Regions from separate parts of the Callithrix jacchus genome. Here region 1 is linked to region 2. Evidence: chromatin contacts called from public Hi-C data. All regions are on one chromosome and are shown on one strand. Each heading gives the region's core, a stretch centred on a gene start, on an enhancer-like site or on the middle of the called end of the contact. The rest is flanking DNA. Distances are from core to core; before and after follow the strand shown. Region 1 overlaps FRMD6 (FERM domain containing 6). Region 2 has its middle 130 kb from the start of TMX1.

Region 1 (4,500 bases), core at 1,643-4,142, 380 kb after region 2:
GGGTGTCTTTTGTTAATTTTGAAGTAAAGGTGTACAGAAGATGTAGTGTATGAGAAAGGGCCATTTTTAAGACAGTTACCTGCTGTGCTGCTGTAACAATACATAATGAAACCAAGTCAGGGGAGTGAATTTATCAATCTTTTGATGTACAGTAAAAACATTGCTCATACTTCAGGAGAGAACTTCATAGCACAATGTCTTTCTATAAGATATTTTTAATGATTTAGTATTTTACAACATTTGTTTACCATATTTTGATATACCATTTTTTTCTATCTGCCAGGTTTTATTAAAAGAAACTATATATTATTTTCTAAAGAAACAATCATATTTTTATACAAAGTTATGTTTTCAGGTAACCAAGTAGATTTAGGGTACAGCGGAACAAGCAGTGTTACCCGTGGCTGGGAGTCAGTATTACACAACAAATGGTGAGCGGGAGCATGCACGCCTGTGCTGCCTGCCCCTCCTGTGCTGGGTCTCAGATGTGTATGCAAAAATGCCTTGTCACATTAGGTTCACCTGACACTTTAAAAGGAAAAAAGTTGTGTTGAGTTCTGCGGTCACAAAACTATTTTGCTTTTATCAAATGCTTTAATAGAACCAAAGTTGCAGATACTGAAATGTATGGAAGTATCTCAGTCTGCATAAAAGGATCAAAGTATGAAAGGATCATTTAATGACTGTTTTACTTAAAAGTCATTAAGTAATCCACCATTTCTTATGGATGATGTTTAAGCCTGATGAGGTTGTACTCTAAGGAGCCCAGATCATAATGCAGTGCATTTCCTTAGCCCTTAGAGTTTCTTGCAAACCTTAAAAAAAAAAAAAAAAAAAAAAGACATATTTAAGAAGGAAAGATAAAAGGAAAAACATATTTAATTACTATAAACAGGTACTGCTTTATGCTTTATTTTCTCTCTACTTCAACCAAAATCAGATCTGTAAGGTTTTGCTGGCATTGTTGGTGGTTTTGCACATGCTCTTTCTAATTGGATTTATAAATAGTCCTGTTGGTTTTCAAAAATGAAACATGCTAAGAACACTTTTGCTTTTTGATCCACTGTTTGCAGCAGAATTATATATATGTATATGAAAAATCCACTTTGAATAATCCATATTTTGTATTTGGAAATTGTTTTTAAAAATAAAAAGGAAAAGAAAAATATAAAGCTGTTATTTATTCTGCATTTCTGACATATTATTGCTAGTCAGTATACCCATTTGGTATATATTGCCTCTGCAAACCTACATTTGTATTTGTAACAGTGAGCTTTATATCTACATAAACTGTAAATAATCCTTTCTGTGAAAGGATCATCATATCAAGATGATACCAAAAGTATGTAAAAAAAAAAAAAAGCTGCATTATTTTGTAATTATTTCTTATAGATGTTTCATGGTAAGACTAGTACTCAATAAAGTTACTTTTTTGCCTTTAAATTGCCTTTTTGATTGTTAGAGCTCTCAATTAATTGAGACGCATTAAGGAGCAACAGTGTGTTCTTCATGTTCTTTGCTGTAATGAGCACAGTAAAGGACAACAAGGTTCCATGTGAGAGAATTCCAGGCAAAACAGTCTTGGTGGCGATGATGGTAATAGCTGATGCTGAGTACTACCATGTGCCAGACCCAGTTGCACGTGTATTCAGATTGCATGTGTTAAGTCATTTAATCCTCATATCCCATAAGGCAGGTACTGTTACTATTCTTAGTTACAGGTGAATGAATCAAGCTTCCAGGAGGTTGTGGTAGTCAGTAACTATTCAATCCAAATTATGCAACTGAAAAAAACTCTTCTTTAAAAAGAAATATTTTCATTAACTACTTTAACTTACACCCTGGAAACCATCATCATTGGACTGTTAATTTAATTATAAAATAAACAAATGGTTGCATTTAAAAGCATGTATTCACAAGACTGAACATGAGGGCAGCATGGCATTAAGAAGAGAGCCCAGAGCTGAGAGTCAGTCAACAGGATTCTGAAAAGCTCCAGATCTTTTTCCGAAGGGAAATCCATTGCCTTCTCTTTGCTCCACTTTTCTTGGCCATAAAATGGAGATAATAATTCAAGGGACTGTTTGGAGAATTAAATAAGTTAATGGTTTGGTATGCCCCTGATGACTAGGTGGGAAAAAGGAGGGCTGTCAGATCTAACATTTAACTTTTGTGAAATAGACCATTTGGATTTATACAGTCTAAAACAAATGTTTTCCAGCTGAGTGTTACTCGTGAATTTTGCAGAGTATCTGGTAAATGCTGATTTGAGTCCAGGAAAGAAAATACTTGGTACCTACTATATGTCTAATATTCTAATCCTCAAAACCCTTCAAGGAGTTGTCACCCTCATTTCACAGCTGAGGAAACAGTTAAACTTGCCCAAGATTCTATAGCTAGTGACTGGTAGAGCAGAGTTTTAAACCCAAACTTTTCTCCAAAAGCCTTTCTTTCTTTCTTTTTTTTAAACTATATACACCTTGTTACCTACAGCCCTTAAAGATCAGAACATAACAGGGAAGACAGACTCAAATTTTGATAATGTAATAAATGAAATTTATTTGCTAACTTGGTAATTTTTTTTTTTTTAGCATCTACTGTGTGCCAGACATTTACAAAGCATATATATGCTCTCTATACTGAGAGGCAGTAAAGACCTGAAAGGTGAGAAAGGGGAAGCAGGAAGATCAGAGGTTTTACTGGAAAGACGACTTGCAACTTGCCACCTGCGTGGGGACTTCTGGCAGGATGGAGTAAGGCACAAACTATCCAAGCAAAAGCTTAGAAGGTGAAGATAACAGTGGCCAGTCAAGTACCTGCAAGAACCCCAAGGGGTTTTTTGGCTTGAGTAATCATGCTGCAATCTAGCCATGAAAGCCTTGGACACCCAAATGAGGACACTGAGTTTTTTTCTGGACAGCAGGGAGCCACTGAAGGGAGCTATAAAAGGAAGAGACATGTGTTTGGGGCTTGAGAGAAATAATGGGAGCAATGCTGACAGAAGGTTGGGAGGCAGTTGGAAGATGATGAGGGTCTGAACTGAGGGATTGGTAGCAGAGAGAAAAGGAAAAGATTCAGAAGCAGAACCAAAGGAATGTGTTAAAAACAAAAGGTCATTTCCTAATGCTACCAGAGAAATAGGCAATCTTCCCTTACTTGGCAAAGTCCTTGGGAAGACTAGAGTGAAGTACTGCTTTATAATATGAATTAAAGTCCACTCTTGATAAATGTGTTGAACGTTAAAAATTGGCACAATGGCCACAGTTAATCTACAGCAGTGGTTCTCAACCCTGGCTGCACATTAGAATGACCTAGAATGCCTGGGTCCCAGCCCCAATTTTCTGATATATTTGGTCTTCGGGTGGTTCTGTAAGTGATGCTAATGTGTATCAGGGTTGCAACCCTGGCTCTATAGCTCTATACCTCATGTTAGCATGGCTCTATAACATGAGTTTGAGCCATAGAGATCAGCCAGGCTATCTACCCTGAATTAGCATGATCTACAGTTAGGATGGCTTAGGTCTCCAGAGTGTCCAGGTATATGGCATTTTGTCAGAATGACATTGTTTTCTTTTGCCAATAAGGCTGTCAGAGAGTGGAGTAATGTTTGAGTGAGCCAGTCAACTCACCCTTTCACAAAGTCTGAATACCCCCACATTCTAGAGATCAGGGTGTTACATATGACTTTGGCTAAGTATGAGGGTGGGATAATGTGAGTGCAGTAAAATATTTCAAAATCTCCTCCCTATCATTCTTGTATTTGCCTTGTCATTTCTCTAGTGCTTTATACAAGTTGATCCCCACACAGAGGTATAATGAAAATAAGTAAGCTAAATTCCACCCAGCTCTTTGATTTCTAAGACTTGTATTTTGAGTTATTGGAGAAGCCTGACCTCTGAAAAGTCCTGCTTAGATGCTATGAGCCATTGTAGGTGATAAAGTTATATTTTCTCAAGAGATTAATTGAAGGTCTATGAACATGGCACAGCTATAATTAACCAACTCATTACTTAGGATGGGTGTTTACCCATCTACTGTCAACTCTAGTCAGCTGAGGGCTCCTCAATTTATTACTGTCATTACTGTGAGATGGATTTCATAAGAACATATAGTTCCCAATTTAGGAAGGAAGACTCATTTCCAACTTTGCTTCTAAATTGGTTGTTTGACATTTAGAACACATATCCCCAGCCTCCCTAATTAGCCCATAAATGCCTATTTAGCCCAGAGACATTATTAGAGATTATTTTTTTCTGTGTATTAGTAACCATCTGTCAAAGAGGCAGGCCGACAACATAAACAAGGTAGGTGGAGTGACACCACAACCAGATAGAGATGCTAGCACCCCCTGTAGATCAACAGTTCAGTCTTCAGGTTTTATTTCTCATAGTACATTCATGCCCTACTGTGGATAACAGTAGAAGAAAGCTTCAGGCAGCCATGCAACTTAAGCCAGCTTTCCCTTGGGGTTATGAGGGATGCATCCACTGCTTTCTCATC
Region 2 (4,458 bases), core at 310-2,809:
TCAGTGTTTCTTTAGGGAGAAATAGATGAGAACAGACAAGAGTTGATTACACAGAACAAGGACAAAACAACTCTGAACTTTTAACCTGCATGAGTTGTCAGTAGAATCTTAGAATCATAGAATTCAGAGCTTAAAGCAGTGGCTCGACATTGGCTACACATCAGAGTCACCTGGGAAACTTTCAAAAAAGAGCAAAATACCAGTGCTCAGCCCCAATCCCAGGTATTCTGACTGAAGAAAGGTCCTGGCACCAGGTATCTTCCACGTCCATTCTCTTTTTCAAAAGCTCTCTATTTGATTCTCATATGCAGCAAGGACTGAGATTCACTGGTAGAAGTAAGATGCAAGGCACATGTGTGATTGAAAATTATCCAGGAGCCGACGTAAGAAGGTAGAAACAAATGAAATTAATTTCGATAATATATCTGTCTTAACACGATATATCCAGAATAGTATTTGAAATGTAATTAATATAAAAAACTAATAATGAGATTTTTCTCAGTAAGACTTTGAAATCCATGGTGTATTTTACATGTGTAGAAAATCTCAGTTCAGTTTAGCCACATTTCAAGGGTTCAATAGCCACATGTGGCTAATGACTGTCATAGTGGACAGTGTAGTTCCAAGTAGTAACAGTAGTGCTAGTCTATGAAAGATAGGTTTCCACCTCTGGAAAACAAAATGATTGCCCATTTAAAGTAAAAGAGACAGTTCAGAAGATAATGAGATGTAATTCAGTATTTCTTGCTTGCAAACAGCCTCTTAAAAATCACCATGGAAGTTCAATGAAGAGGTAAGATTTAGAAAGTTTGCAAAGTTTCTTCCAAAGAGGGAAATGTCTGGGATTTACATGACAGTGGCAAATCCTTCCATGATGCTATGTTAGGGCACGGAAATGAATACTGTGCTGAGTTTCTCAGCATGCTATGGTGTTGCGAAGGGCTGATCTTCTGATTTTGATCTGGGAAAAGATAGGAACATAGTCATTGGCTACATTTTCTTTTTCCCTCTTGGAATCAACCATTATGAAGAGCGGACATCTTTGGGGATTTTGGTGTCTGCGCAGCTGAATCGGCATTGGAATCAGGAATGTGGGAGGATAACATTCTGTGGCTTGGCATTCCTGTCCCAATTCATCCTCTTCTTAGAAAAGAAGCGTCACTCACCGATATTCTCCCAAACCAGCTGCTGAGTATAATAAAGACCTTCCTCTTAGTATTAACATTAGATTGGATTCTTAGGATCTAATTTTTACCATGGGATTTTCCCCTAAAGAAATTAGAGAAATCTCTTAGCCATTGGCATGTGTTAAACTGTAACCAGGTCATGTAGCTCTTCTGAGCCAGAGGCAAATAAACAAAAAATCTTAGTGACATGTGCTGAGAACTAGGTTAAGCAAATTTCTCAGGATGGATTGCAGAATAGTTTGCTAGTGCTGGCAATAAAGTGTAGAGGCACTTAGGAGGGATGATTTCTCCTTTTGCTTTTTACCAAAATGCTTTTACTTCCCTCATAAGCCACTTTCTTTCTTCTGAAAGCCGACCACGGTTTTATAAAGATAAAACATTTAAAACATAATTGGTCTTTGGTTTATCTAGTTTCTCCATTTTGTATCATTCTTTCACCTTTGCCAGAAATACCTTCTTCCCTCAGAAGGCCCTGGACTGCTTCTCTACTGTCAAAACTCGTCCCAGCAAAGAGTGTGGTGAATGTATACCAAAGAGTAACCTGTTTATACCACAGTGCAAATTACAAAGAACTATAACTCTTCCAGTGCTTTTGTGATAAAGAAATGAAGCACTATCAGAAGAATATCAGACATCCCCTAGGTAGTGAAGATTTTTTTAAAGGTGGGCACAAAATTAGAACTAGTGAAACCTTGAAACAGCACTACATAGGCAAAGAACTGAGTACAGATTGAAATTAGAGCACTCTCGAGGGGTTTGGTATGAACCTGCAATTATGATAGGAGGCCACCAGGGGGCACTTCAGTGCCTTGGTTGTATGGGCAAACGATCAGGTTTACCATCAGAGAATAAGGTAATTTTTACTTCTTTGAAATAGAGTTTAAATAAAATTACCAATTAGGGCTTAAAGATGATTCCTGTAAGCAAGTTCTTAAATAAAAGCCATGGAAAAATGTGCTACCTGCCTCACTATGTGGTTTTGATAATTCAAGGTAGCCTTGCTTATGGTCCTAGATGTAGTAACCATGTTCCTTCTCACTCTGATTTCTTATTTGGGAACCATATTCTTTTATTGAGTCAAAGGAGAACTTTTAAAGGGGATTTTCACAATTTCAGTAGCCCCACAGTATCCTCTCACTCTTTTCCTTTTCCACTGCTACATGGAATGTAAGGAGCTGCTCACTATGTTGAAATGTGGAGATGATTTTGTAAATTTATGAAGAATAGTATCTTAAGCCATATTCTCATTGTTATAAAGAAATAACTTGAGACTGGGTAATTTATAAAGAAAAAAGGTTTAATCGGCTCTTGGTTCTGCAGGCTGTACAGGAAGCATAGTGACATCTGCTTCCAGGGAGGCCCCAAGAAGCTTACAATCACGGTGGAGGGCAAAGTGGGAGAAGGTACAACACAGGGCAAAAGCAGGAGCAAGAGAATGAATGGGGAAGTGCCACACACTTGTAAAGGATCAGCTCTGCCAAGAGCTCACTCATTATCTCAAGGACAGTACCAGGGGAATGGCACTAAACCATTCATGAGAAATACGACCCCATGATCCAGTCACCTCCCTTCAGGCCTCACCTCCAACACTGAGGATTACATTTCAATGTGAGATTTGGGCAAGGACCACATCCAAGCTATAACAAGTAGTTACTTTTAAAAAAATGAAGTAATCTTAGCTGATAATCTGCAAGATATTATACGGGCTTTCCAGGTCAGATTACTCTGAGGTTCTCGTAAGAGAAGTCTGACATATATAAAATAAAATGTGTGAGGTTTAATCCGTCTGAAACTCTACAGTGCTCCCCTTTGCTTAAAGATTAGGTATAGATTATTCTGTCTAATATGAACGAGTGTAGGACTCACAGAGTGGATTAAGTTAATGCTGAGTGGTAAGGTAAAGACATGTACATAAATCTTAGTGTTTGACTCAGGAGATTGCATTTGATTTGGCAGCCAGTAGGAAACCATTGAAAGTTTTTGCGTTAAGAGGGGTGGAATTCATGGAGTACTGCTTTAGTGTCAGGGGAAATAGAAAGGAGGGAAAAAACTCAAAAGCTTGGTGGAAGTGGAATCCCTGAAACTAGGTAGCAGATCAAATATAGAGACTAAAGAAGAAAGAGGAGTTAAGACGACTCCAATGATGATGAGTAGGAGGATGCTAGCATCCTGAAAGAAGAGGGAGGCCAAAAGCTGGAGAGAAATATCCTAAACTTGACCTTCAATATGCAGAGTTGAGAATCAGGTAAAAATATGTATGGGAAGTGCTTTGAAAAGGCACCAGACCGTTGTCATGTAATAACAGCATTTAGTAAACACAAGGCAAGTATTTTAGGTGTACGATCTCAGATACAGGCTGCACCCTCACTGTCAGGAAAATGTTTTGTAAGTACGGGAGAAAGAACTTCAGGGCAGTGGGGGAGTAGGTCTTGGGCTTTAAAAAAAAAAAAAATCAGTTGGGGCACTGAAAAGAGGCAATGAGAAAGTAGCAAAGAGAAGCTAACAAGTGAAACCACAGGAGATCACTTTGAGTATCCCAAGAACTTGGAGATGACAAGCTTCACTGTAGAAGAAAAGACAGTGGGCTTTAAGTAGAACTGGCTGAGTTTCGGTTCAGACTCCAGAACTTAAGTAGCTGGATTATCCTGGGATGCTTCACCTCTATGTGCTTCAATTTCTCCATCTGTAAAATGGGGCTATGTAAAGTATCTGTGCATAGGGTTATTGTGAGAATTAAGGGAGATCATACTTGAAAGTGCTAAAAACAGTGGCTGGAAGACAGCCACGACTCAAGAACTATTAGCTCTCAGTAGTAGTATCATGGAAGTTAAATCAGAGAAAAAATTTTAACTATTATTTTAGATTCAGGGTACATGTGCAGGTTTGTTACATAGGTAAACTTGTGTCACAGGTAAACTTGTGTACAGATTATTTCATCACCCAGGTACTAAGCCTAGTACTGAATAGCTATTTTTTTTCCAGTCCTCTCCCTCCTCCCACCCTCCACCCTTCAATAAGCCCTGGTGTCTGTTGTTCCCCTCTTTGTGTCCATGCACTCTTATCATTTAGCCCTTATTTATAAGTGAAAACATGTAGTGCTTGGTTTTCTGTTCCTGCATTAGTTTGCTATGGATGATGGCCTCCAGCTCCATCCATGTTCCTGGAAAGACATGGTCTAATTCTTTTCTGTGGATGCACAGTATTCCATGGTGTACATATACCCCATTTTCTTTATCCAGTCTACTGTTGATGGGCATTTAGGTTGATTCCT

The links. A called contact is a pair of places that touch in the nucleus more often than the background predicts.
Region 1: a Hi-C map of induced pluripotent stem cells shows a contact between it and region 2, with 2.9 times the contacts expected there. The contact joins two enhancer-like sites. A contact is called at or near these places in 2 of 3 Hi-C or Micro-C datasets (induced pluripotent stem cells and skeletal muscle).

The regions. Positions count from the first base shown.
Region 1 is chr8:86,336,024-86,340,523 of calJac240_pri, forward strand. It overlaps FRMD6 (FERM domain containing 6), which reads left to right. Exons shown (of 13, transcript XM_035260514.3): 13 at 1-1,443. Among named protein-coding and RNA genes, the nearest start is that of FRMD6, 44 kb to the left of the region's middle. Within about 2 kb of position 2,893, at least 2 of the 16 cell types and tissues checked have an H3K27ac peak or open chromatin away from gene starts, as enhancers often do.
Region 2 is chr8:85,955,807-85,960,264 of calJac240_pri, forward strand. No RefSeq gene overlaps it. Among named protein-coding and RNA genes, the nearest start is that of TMX1, 130 kb to the left of the region's middle. Within about 2 kb of position 1,560, at least 2 of the 16 cell types and tissues checked have an H3K27ac peak or open chromatin away from gene starts, as enhancers often do.